2 separate regions of the Neogale vison genome follow, and region 2 is linked to region 1. The links are chromatin contacts, called in public Hi-C maps. All regions are on one chromosome and are shown on one strand. The core of a region is the stretch at or near the end of the contact, and the rest is flanking DNA. Distances in the headings are between cores, read along the strand shown. Region 1 holds the start of KNTC1 (kinetochore-associated protein 1). Region 2 holds the start of DENR (density-regulated protein).

The links. Hi-C and Micro-C count contacts between places; a contact is called where the count stands out from the background.
Region 2: a contact with region 1 is called in a Hi-C map of fibroblasts, with 3 times the contacts expected there. The contact joins the promoter of DENR here to the promoter of KNTC1 in region 1. A contact is called at or near these places in 2 of 3 Hi-C or Micro-C datasets (fibroblasts and muscle).

The regions. Positions count from the first base shown.
Region 1 is chr3:197,108,293-197,113,673 of ASM_NN_V1, reverse strand. KNTC1 (kinetochore-associated protein 1) reads right to left here and starts at 3,360. Exons shown (of 64, transcript XM_044243442.1): 1 at 3,332-3,360; 2 at 504-683. The coding sequence starts at 632. It overlaps RSRC2 (arginine/serine-rich coiled-coil protein 2), which reads left to right and starts at 3,514. Exons shown (of 10, transcript XM_044243438.1): 1 at 3,514-3,652. The coding sequence starts at 3,647.
Region 2 is chr3:197,249,622-197,255,002 of ASM_NN_V1, reverse strand. It overlaps DENR (density-regulated protein), which reads right to left and starts at 2,767. Exons shown (of 8, transcript XM_044243475.1): 1 at 2,666-2,767; 2 at 1,705-1,819. The coding sequence starts at 1,810.

The DNA.
Region 1 (5,381 bases), core at 2,111-4,610:
ACCTGCTTCCTCCTCTTGCTCTGCCTGCCTCTGCCCACTTGTGATCTCTGTCAAATAAATAAATAAAATTTTTAAAAAACAAAAAAGAGAAGAAAATTATTATGTGTAAAGAAATCCATGGAAAGGATAAATGTCAACCTCAGCAGAATGCTTAACTCAGAGGTGGAGTATAGGGGGAGCTTGGGATTGGGAAGGGACCCCAGGGCCTTCAAACCTATTGGTAATGTTTTATTTCCTGAGCTTGTGGTGGGTATTCTTTCTCTTTATTTACATTCTATTTGTCCCAATGTCAAGAAGAGCTATGAAATGTTCAGTTTTGGAAATAGTGATCTAAGACAATGAAGGGAGAATTCAGATGGAAATTTCCAGTAATCTGAGACTGAACTTTGATTCCCTGAGAAATGCTATATCCATTTATAGAACATTTACCATGTGACTACTGGGCTTACTAAGCACTCAGCAAAAGTGTTATAAATAAAAACAGTCAGCATCATAATCAGTACCTTTTCAGAGGAGATCTTTGCTAGCAAATCAACTTGATATAAAGCAGTTCCGTGTTCTTTTCTTGAACCAACACTTAGGTACCCGCTTCCAGTATCATCACTCGTCAACAGTTCAATATCATTCCACATGTTTCTGAGATTATCTTCCTGAGTCAGGAACCACTGCTTTCCCTGTGACAACTTGTAAAATTAGAGAACAGATAAGTAAATACACACACACCCACACCAATCAATGAAGACCTTTCTGTGTTATTTCTGTAGTCACTAGATACTTCAGACCAGTAAGATAGATGAACTAGAGCTATGATTATCATCAGAGAACAATATAGTCATCTAGGGGCACCTGGGTGGCTCAGTGGGTTAAGCCTCTGCCTTTGGCTCAGGTCATGATCTCAGGGACCTGGGATCTAGCCCCAAATCAGGCTCTCTGCTTAGCAGGGAGCCTGCTTCCCCCCCACACCTGCCTGCCTCTCTGACTACTTGTAATCTCTGTCAAATAAATAAATAAAATCTTTAAAAAATATATATATATATATATATATATATATCTGTATCTGTCTAGGATCAGACAAATTTGATCTCACCAATGTATCCTAGAGCTTCTAGTATGTTGTGTGCCTAGCTTAAACTTATAACTTGGGGCGCCTGGTGGCTCAGTGGATTAAGCCGCTGCCTTCGGCTCAGGTCATGATCTCAGGGTCCTGGGATCGAGTCCCGCATTGGGCTCTCTGCTCGGCAGGGAGCCTGCTTCCTCCTCCTCTCTCTCTCTCTGCCTGCCTCTCTGCCTACTTGTGATCTCTCTCTGTCAAATAAATAAATAAAATCTTAAAAAAAAAAACAAAAAACTTATAACTTAAACTTATAACAAGTTTTCATTTGAAATAAGCCTTTTAGCAGTATAGCAATAAATAGCAGGAGACCTAAAGTCAGACTGAGAAGATATCTGAGGATGGTTAAGGTTCCAAAGAAACTTTTTAAAAAGTCAATTAATGTTTCCAGTATTATAACAATAAATGAAAATGCTAAGGGGAAAGGGGAAAAATTGGATTAGGTTTCTGACTGAATCAAAGATTATACCTGTAACCTAGGAGAGTCACTTGAACATCTCATCAGCCGAGACTTATGTAACTCATTTTGTGTGCTGTGAGTTGGAATAGAATACGAAGATGAAAAATAATCCCTGATCAGTCACTGGTGGAGAATAGCAACCAAATAATTACAACTGTTTTGATAAGTGCTAGCAAAAGTAGGTTTTAAATTTTATGGAACATACAGCACAGCAAAGGTGCTTTTCACTTATAACCAGTTGTCTTCGAGAAAGCAACGTAATCCTTCTTCTGTTCCTCAGTTACCTGTAATAGGAATAGTTGTACCTGCAAAGGTAATGAGTTTTAAATACTCATGCAACAGTGCTTGGTTCATGGCAAGCACTCAATATTAAGCGTTAGGTAATTTATCATTTTCATTGGTGAAAACAGGTAACATTTAGGCTATGGTCATAGGAGGTTTTTAAATATAGGAAAGGAGCTGTTACCAAGAGTGTGAGCAAAGGTACAAAACAAAGCTTGTTAGAACAAACAATAGTTCTAGTGGCTCGTGTTTTTGGGTGGGAGTTGGAAGGAGATTAAGACAGGAGGGACAGGCTCGGGTGAGTACTTTGATGGGTCTCTGTGCCCCACATATGAAAAAAATAGAGAAATACTATCAACCTTCCAGAGCTGTCAAGTCACTCATTCAACAAGTGTTTATTGATGCCTACTTTGTATCAGGGAGTGCTCTAGAGCAAGAATACAGCTCAGAAGTCAGAAAAGCCCTGTCATCATTACAAAGTTTATATTAGTCTAAGAAGGACAAACAAAACAGTTAACATGTATTGAGTATGCACAGCAGTTTTGAATGCTCTACTCATTTAATCTGCACAACAACCCATTTTGCAGCAGAGGCACAAGCCAGGGATTAAATAAATGGCCAAGTCACCTAAATTGAGTAAATGATATAGTTAGACAAAATTCAAATTCACACCTATTAACTGTTGTGTTACCTCCCTACAAAAATAAGTAAGTGCCCAATTACGAACAGTGCTAAAGTTTTGAACTAAACGATGCTCAGGTGGGGGCCAAGGGGTCAAATAAGAACCTGTTGGGTAAAGGAAAGAGAGAACATGGGAGCTGAGATCCCAAGGGCAAGAAGCCAACTCTGCAAAGCTCGGAGAGAAAAAAGAGATGCAGGCCAGTGCAAAGGCTCGGAGGCTGGAAGGAGTTTGGGGCGGCTGCTGGGCCACAGCAAAAACGGAACAGTTCAAAAGCTAAACGAATCCTCAACTTTAAGATTGGGTTTTTATGCTCGGTACTACAGGGGAAAGACACTGAGGAGACGAGTGACCTGATTTGATAAACGATTTTTGATCAGTCGAGAGGCTGGGTGGAGAACCGATTAGCGAATTAGGTGAAATGAAAGTGTCAGTTAGGCCCCCATGCACAAACGCTCGCCACCGGACAACGGACCAGCAAGAACCGACTTCAAACTCACTCCCGCCAGCTTCTTGATGGGAAAACACCCGAACTGAGCTGAGGCCGCTGTTACTACGACCTGAACCCACCCCCAGGTCTCTACAGCAGCGCATTTCCCCCTCCTCACCTGCAACTGAAGAAACTAAAGAAGAACACTCAAACTTATCGTCCCTCTTCCTGCCACCCACAACTGTCCCTAATCGCTTCAGGTTCTAGCCCACGGGTTTAAATTGGCGGGAGAACACCAAACCCAACCCCTTTTACGGCAGCCGGAGGAGGCCAAAATTGCTTTAAAATCGAACTAGGAAGTTGCCCCACCTTAAATTCCACCCATTCCGATTTCCCGGCTGCGCATTCTAGGGTGTATTCTTGGCTCCGCCCCCTCTCTGGCCTTACACGCCCCTTTCAGAAGAACAACCAATCACTTCCTCGAATCGCGTTGCTATAGAGACTCTTATCACCACCCTTTTTTTTTTTTTTCCCAGCAAGCTGTGCGACGCGCCGGGCCTCATCCCCTTTGTGCCATCCGGGTCTCTCGCGCGAGCGATTTAGTCTGTGGCGAAGCGTCGGGGCGGCCGGTACAGTTGAGAGCGGCAAGTGGAGGCGCCGCCCTAGCGGCCAGGACTCTGGACTATGGCGGTAGGTGCCGACGCTGAGTATAAAACCCGGGGTATTTTTCTGCTACTCTCCAAAGAGCGGGTGAACGGCTCCCAGAGCTGTTGTCCGCGCGTGTGTGGACAAAATGGCGCCGCGGCCTTCTTCTGCGCCCGCCATCATGGCTGCCTGCTGTAGGGAGGGGGAAATGAGGCGGTGTCGGTGTCGGTGGGGGTGGGGAGCCGCAGGGAGTGTCTTTTTTTTTTTTCCAGAACTTTCCTCATCCCTCTCCTAGGCCTGTATTCCGTTCCACTCGTAGACCGGTCTCCAGCTTAGCTAACTCATTATTGTTAGTCGTTTTTATTGAGTTTCATTAGGGCTTGGGAATTTCTGTTCGCGTTGGGGAAGGGCTGGGGAAGAGAGAAAAGGGATGGGGGGGGGGTCTTTGAAAAGTATGGGATCAGAAAGGCGTTGTCTGTAAGGAGTAGAATGGAAGAAGAGAATCGTCTTGTAACGTTTTGGGGGGTGATTTTTTTGCTTACGCTCAGTAAAATTCTAGTTGCATAATTTTAATTAGTGTTTTGTCTGTGAAAACCTTAGTTTATTCCTTAGTACGGAGCTGAGGAAGCTGTTGCTCAAAGGGAGTAAAAAAAAAAATCGACTTAATTCCGAGAGGGCTTTGAACTACGAATTCCGATTGTCGTTCGTTTCCGAAGCGGCTCGTGATGTAATCATTTTGAAGTCTTTGAGAAGGATTATAATAAAGCCTTATCATTGGCGTTGTTTCTTAAATTTAAGAACCCTTCATTGACCCATTTAATTTTAAATAAGAACACTAGTTCTTTTAAAAAGCCTGCTTCGGGTATAGGATGCTCAGTTCTGCTGGATCACATTATTGTGACTACTTCGTTTTTCTTAACCCTGTTAAAAGAAAAATGCAAGCATCTTGTGTTCTTTTCGATTAACTAGAAAGTTCTATGTACTCCAAAAATAAGTAGGACTATAAACATACCGGAAGATTCGTAATTTGCCCTTGCTAAAAATTGGGGTATCTGAAATTAGGATGGTTTCTGCACTCCCCTCCCCCAATACCTAATTGAATTAAGAACCTTTTTTTTTAATAAGGTTTCAAACAGTTGGAAGGCTGTTTGGTGTTTGTGCAATTAATTGATGTAATGTTTTCCTTTGTTTAAATAGTGTTTTGGGCCTTTTAAGGTACTTTAAAGAATAGTGGTGTTTTACTTGGGCTCAAATATATTAAAAAAATAAAGTCCGTTCATACATTTGGTGCTGCAGTGCCTCCTTCAATAAAGAGACACAGTTCCCTGGAGAAGTGGCCTAGTATTAAATCCAGTGTACCTTCTTTGCACTGGAGAAAGATTTGTGTACTGTCTTGAGCATTATTAGGGTTTTAAACGGGATGTAAATGTTAAGATTACAGTGGTGAAAAAGCAGGTGCTGGAGTAGAGGACAGTTTTGCAGTTAGCATTTAAGATTTAGTATGTACACCCTGATAAATTGAAATAAAGCTTAGTAATTTTCAGAGAAATTTTATTCACTTCATTTTTTGGATACTTTTCACTAGGGCACTATAAAATAACCTCATGGAAATAAAAGTTTTGTGTGGGAGAAGTGGCCACCTATCATTTGTAGTCTGTTTAGTGATAGAATGGTTGTTTTTGTTTGTTTCTATAGTGTATTTTACAGGTGAAAATGGCTCTTTGGTGTAAGTTTTTATCTTGTATTACAGGGTACCTTTCTAAGCAAAGGGCAT
Region 2 (5,381 bases), core at 1,518-4,017, 140 kb before region 1:
GGCAGAGGCTTAGCCCACTGAGCCACCCAGGCGCCCCAATCAATGCTAAATTTTTTATAGGGATTATTTTATAATTATGGCATGTTAATTTGACAATTTTCTTTCTTAGTAGAACATAAAATAGTGGTGAATCTTATAAAACATGGAGTCTTAGATTAGATGAAATAGAGTACAAAAATCAATAGCTCTTTACCAGTTGACAAAGATAAATACACTATACTAAACTAGTATAGTTCTCTAATAATAAAACTTACTGTACTATGTTCTTGTGTTAGTTGCTATATCAGAAGCTTTACACAAATCACCTTAGGACATAATCATCATTTCATTATACAGACCTTAAGAAACACACCTTTAATCCTTAAATGAATTAGGTAACTTGCCCAAGGTCACATAGCTGGTAATGCTGGAGTCAGGATGCAGACACTAGTCTGTGACTCCAAAGGCAAACAAGATGACCAAGTAAGACTAGTATCGTAACAAAACTCAATCAACCCTATAAAAAGTTTCTCTGCCTTATTCTCACTGAGGTATTTTATAATTTTTACTCTCGAAGATATCCGACAAATACCAAGTTGACAACATTTTTTTAACTCAGTGATATCCCCTCTCCTTCGGTAGTAAACTAAACTCCAGATGATGTCTCTTATTATACTTAAAAAATGTAAAGTCTCCAAACACAAGGACCTTTCTCGACTTATCCAATCACTACTCAGTCCCTGGCACCTAAAACACTGTGAGGCACCAAGTAAGTGGTCAAAAATATTTCCTGAGAAAAATTAGTATTTCCTTGCCCCCTCTGCTATCCTGTACCTTCAGATTTTTCTGAAACTTTGCAAAATGCTAATAAAATCAGAACCATTTCCAATTCAAATATTTCTGCATTGAAAATGAGGGAAATGGGGCCCCTGGGTGCCTCAGTGGGTTGAGCCTCTGCCCAGCTCGGGTCGTGATCTCAGGGTCCTGGGATCGGGCCCGCATCAGGCTCTCTGTTTGGTAAGAGACCTGCTTCTCCCTCACCCTCTCCCTGTGCTTGTGTTCCCTCTCTCTGTGTGTCTCTGTCAGGTAAACAAATAAAACCTTTTAAAAAAAGAGAGAAAATGAGGGAAAACACTCTAAGAAAAAAAGAATCTAGATTCAATCTAACAGATATATTAGTGATGAAACCAAGAAGACTTTCCCAAGACTGTCCCATGACCCACTGTTCCAACCTCATCAACTTCCATTCCTCACTGACACCCTCCCTATCCTATATCCACACTATACTAACCCAAAGCTGCTCACTTCTCCGCAGATGTGAATCAAGTCCTTTCTTGCAGACCTGCTCACTTCATCTGGGATGCCCTTCCCCACGTCCTCACCCGGTCCTTGTCATCCCTTTAGACTCAGTATCTTCCAAGAACAACTCCTCTAATAGCCAGGCTACCAAGTAACATTAGATTGAAATCATCCATTTCCAAATCTCTATTTCTGACTGTAAGCGTCTCCAGGCCAAGTAGCAAGACACAAGTCATACACGTCAGGGGAAAAACAAGTTAACCCATGCCTCCCCTTCACCAACACCCTCCAGCCCCCAACTGAGGATTTCCCCGATAACAAAGACAGATGAGAAGAGGATTAACAGGACCAAATGTGATACTACTATCACAATGCATAAAAATAAAGGGAGCATTAAAGAGCCATTTTCTGCTTTGTAACACTTGCCTCCACAGTAAAGGACTCGAAGTGGGTAGTCTGCATCTATCTTGGTATTGCCCCTCGGGTCTCCTCTGCAATCATGCCCACCGGATTCAGAAATATCAGCAGCCATCTCCCAAACCTGTAAGCAAGGAAAATAACACATTTTCACTCTTTCGGACCAAGACCCCAAAAAGGCACTGTTCAGATGTAGCCTCACCCCTCGCACTAGCAATACCTCACCCCTAAATCTATTTCGATTCTGTTCTTAAGTGAAGGATACAAGCTGCATTAAGATTCACAAAATACACGCAATTCTGGGCACAGAACTACCAGCTCCACAGGTCTACAGGGAAGCAAGTGACAGCAGCAAAAAGACCGTGAAGAATTGGGGTGGGAGGGGGGGGTGGGGAGGGCAGCAGGGGAAAGAGGAAGCAACAGAATAATAGGATGGGGAGGATGATCCCTAGTGACGGGACAAAAGGTCTGGGGGTGATCTGGGAGGGATGCAAACTGCAGCAAAAAAAAAAAAGGCCACAAAGCAGCTGGAGGAAAAGAGGCTTAAAAAGCCTACGAAGAAGGGGTGGGTGACTAGAGGTGCCCTGGGTACAGGGTGTGGGGGCAGCTCAACGCCAAGGGAGGGACACAGGAATCAGGGAAGGGGATGGAAGTGGGAGGGGGCGGGGAGACCAGAATCTGAAGAGAGAAAATGGGGGCAGAAGAATCAGCAAGGGTCAGAATGTAAGAGCACTGGGGCGACAAGGGCGGCCAGGACTTGGGGGAGGATCTGAGGCAAAGGGGCAATCCCGGGGACACCAGAGAGGCCCATGTGGGCGGGGGTGTGGAGACGCCCGGCCCGGCCCCCTTCCGCCGGGCAGCACCTCGGCTTCCCCCACGCTCTCTACGAGCTTCTCCGAAGAGCGAAAGGCACAAGGGGTCGTTACCCGGGCGGTCGCACAACCCCCGCCGCCTCCGCTCCCGCCACTACCGCCAGCTGAAGCGACACATGCAACTCCTCTTCCCCGGCCAGGGCCGCCTGAAAGCCCGTCTGCCAGCCGCGGTCCCGCGAGACAACAAGCCTTTATCGCGAGATTCAGGCCGCCGCTGGGCGGCTGTCGCGAGAAGCCTGGAGGCGGAGGCGGAGGGGCCTTGAGGAGCATGCGCGTTTCGTTCGAGGGCGGGGCCAAGCCTCCGAACGGCTGACAGCCAGTAGGCGGTGCTCGTTACCCGCGGGAGAGAATGGGCGTTCGGCGTACTCCGCGTGGAAGCGGGCGCGGATGCAGTGGGGAAGTGAGCCGTAGTCATCAGTGACTCCCTATTAATGAGCTGGGGAATGTTGCCCCGCGTTTGGGGTGCATCCGGGAGTCCTGACTAACCTCCAGCCTGTTGGATAAGTCACTCCTCCGCGGGGAGATGGCAGCTGGAAAAGGCGTTTGGTTTCAACACCTCTCCTTGCACTGGCTGAATTATTCTGGAGATGATCATGTCAGCGCTCCTTAGATTGTTTTCATCGCCCATAATCTCACCACCCTAACAGCTGTTTTCATCGCCTTCCTCGTATTTACCTATCCTTACATGGGTTGCAAATTGGAATTAATCTCTCGGATCTCCGGCTTTCAGCAGCCAGAAGCCGGGTAGACAGAACCACACGCGGGGGTGGGGGGGAGGTTGGCGTCTCAGCTCTGCTTCCGTCTGGTTGTTTTCCTTCGGGAATTCCTCACCGAGCTCCGCCTGAGTCCCATTTGTGAGATGGGAACAACATGACAGTGCTTGCAGATCGCTGAGGGTTGGGAAAATGATGACCAAAATGTGCTTCGTAGTCGTATTTTGTTTTGTCCCCCACCTCTTTGCTTCCTTCCCTGCCAATTTCTTTTGCCGCCGCCACCACCACCACCTTTAAATTTTCTGCTCAAGATTTACTTCGTGTGCACAAAGCCATCTGGCACAATCTTTTCCACCAGAGACTGTGGCCTCCACTTTGACATCTTTCTTAAAAGAGGAGTCCCTCCTTTCCCCCATAGAAGAGTCCATTCTCTTTAACTAGTGAAAGAAGATCTTATTCCCAAACGTGGTTGAGTCCAATAATAATAGCTTTCTGTTCCAATAATAACTTCCATTTACTGAAACCCAGCTGCCACTATGTGCCAATAACCTGCTCATTTGGGAATATAGAGTCCGGGGGATTCACTCCACAAAATTACCTTGTGTTCCTAGTATGCGCTAAGCACTGTGCTAGGCACTGGAAACACAGTGAACAAGAGACAAGTGTCTACTCTTGCTAAACTTAACCGTCTTAAAAGTGATAGCTGATTTGATCCTTACAATACCCCCCCCAGGTATTGTCTTTGATTTCCAGATGGTAAAATTGTAGCTCAAAGGTGGAATGAATTAAGTTGACATGTGCTTAAAATCACACAGCTAGGGGCACCTGGGTGGCTCTGTGGATTAAAGCCTCTGTCTTCAGCTCAGGTTGTGATTTCAGGGTCCTGAGATCTAGCTCCGCATCAAGCTCTCTGCTCAGCAGGGAGCCTGCTTCCTTCCTCTCTCTCTGCCTGCCTCTCTGCCTACTTGTGATCTTGGTCTGTCAAATAAATAAATAAAATCTTTTTTTAAAAAAATCACACAGCTAATAGCATATTTTATTGATCTTAAGATGCATATTTTCCACATTTTAATATCTCATACCAAGACACATTGCAATGGATGAAGTTTTAGCATCGTGTCATAGTTTAATTGGCAGCTCTTTTTCTTTCTTAGGGTTGCATAAAATAATGGCATCCATAATCAATGGCATCTTAGATGTGATGAGATGTGGCTAAGTGGCCAGTACTGCGTAGTAGACTCAATGGCTTCAGTTCCCTTTCTCACCCTTTTCCTGTTCTGCTTTGTAAAGAAGGGGGTGCTGGACCCCCAGAGACTACATTCCCTGGCTTTCTTGTTCCTCAGTTTCCAGCTGGGTTCAGCCAACAGGAGGCAGCAATAGGAACAGTCACCTTCCCAGCCATCCCACCCCACCCCGGTGAACAGCATCCCTGACTCCACTGGTTAACCCACTGTATTGTTAGGGGATCCCTGACCCTGGGCACCTGTACCCTGGATTTCTTCCTGGATCTAATCTGTAGCCTGGCAGTGTGATTGTTGGCTTCTTGCTGCCACTAGTCTCTGAATTGCTTCAACCACCTCTGTTTATCTTTTCAACTCTCTTTTTTTTTTTTTTTAGAATTTTTTTTTTTTTTAATTTGACAGAGAGATCACAAGTAGGCAGAGAGGCAGGCGGCGGTGAGGGGGATGCAAGCCCCCCACCAAGCAGAGAGCCCAATGTGGGGCTCGATTCCAGAACCCTGGGATTACGACCTGAGCCAAAGGCAGAGGCTTAAACCCACTGAGCCATCCAGGTACCCCATCTTTTCAACTCTTTATTCCCCATGTAACTAATGCCCCGAATGAACCCACCCCCACTTAAATACTTAGATGGGGTTATTTTCTGGGCAGACTGTACCCGAACACCACTGGCATTCCAACCTAGACTTGAACTTCCTAGCATATACTACAGCCTATCAGTTCAAGTTCTAAAAGGAGGAGCCACATACTAAATAAACTTCCCAGAGATTTCTTACCAGGAAGCCACAGCCTCTTTGAGGAGCAGTGGAATTATGACAAAGAATATAGGAATCCATTTGTGCACCAACCATTGTCAGGAAATT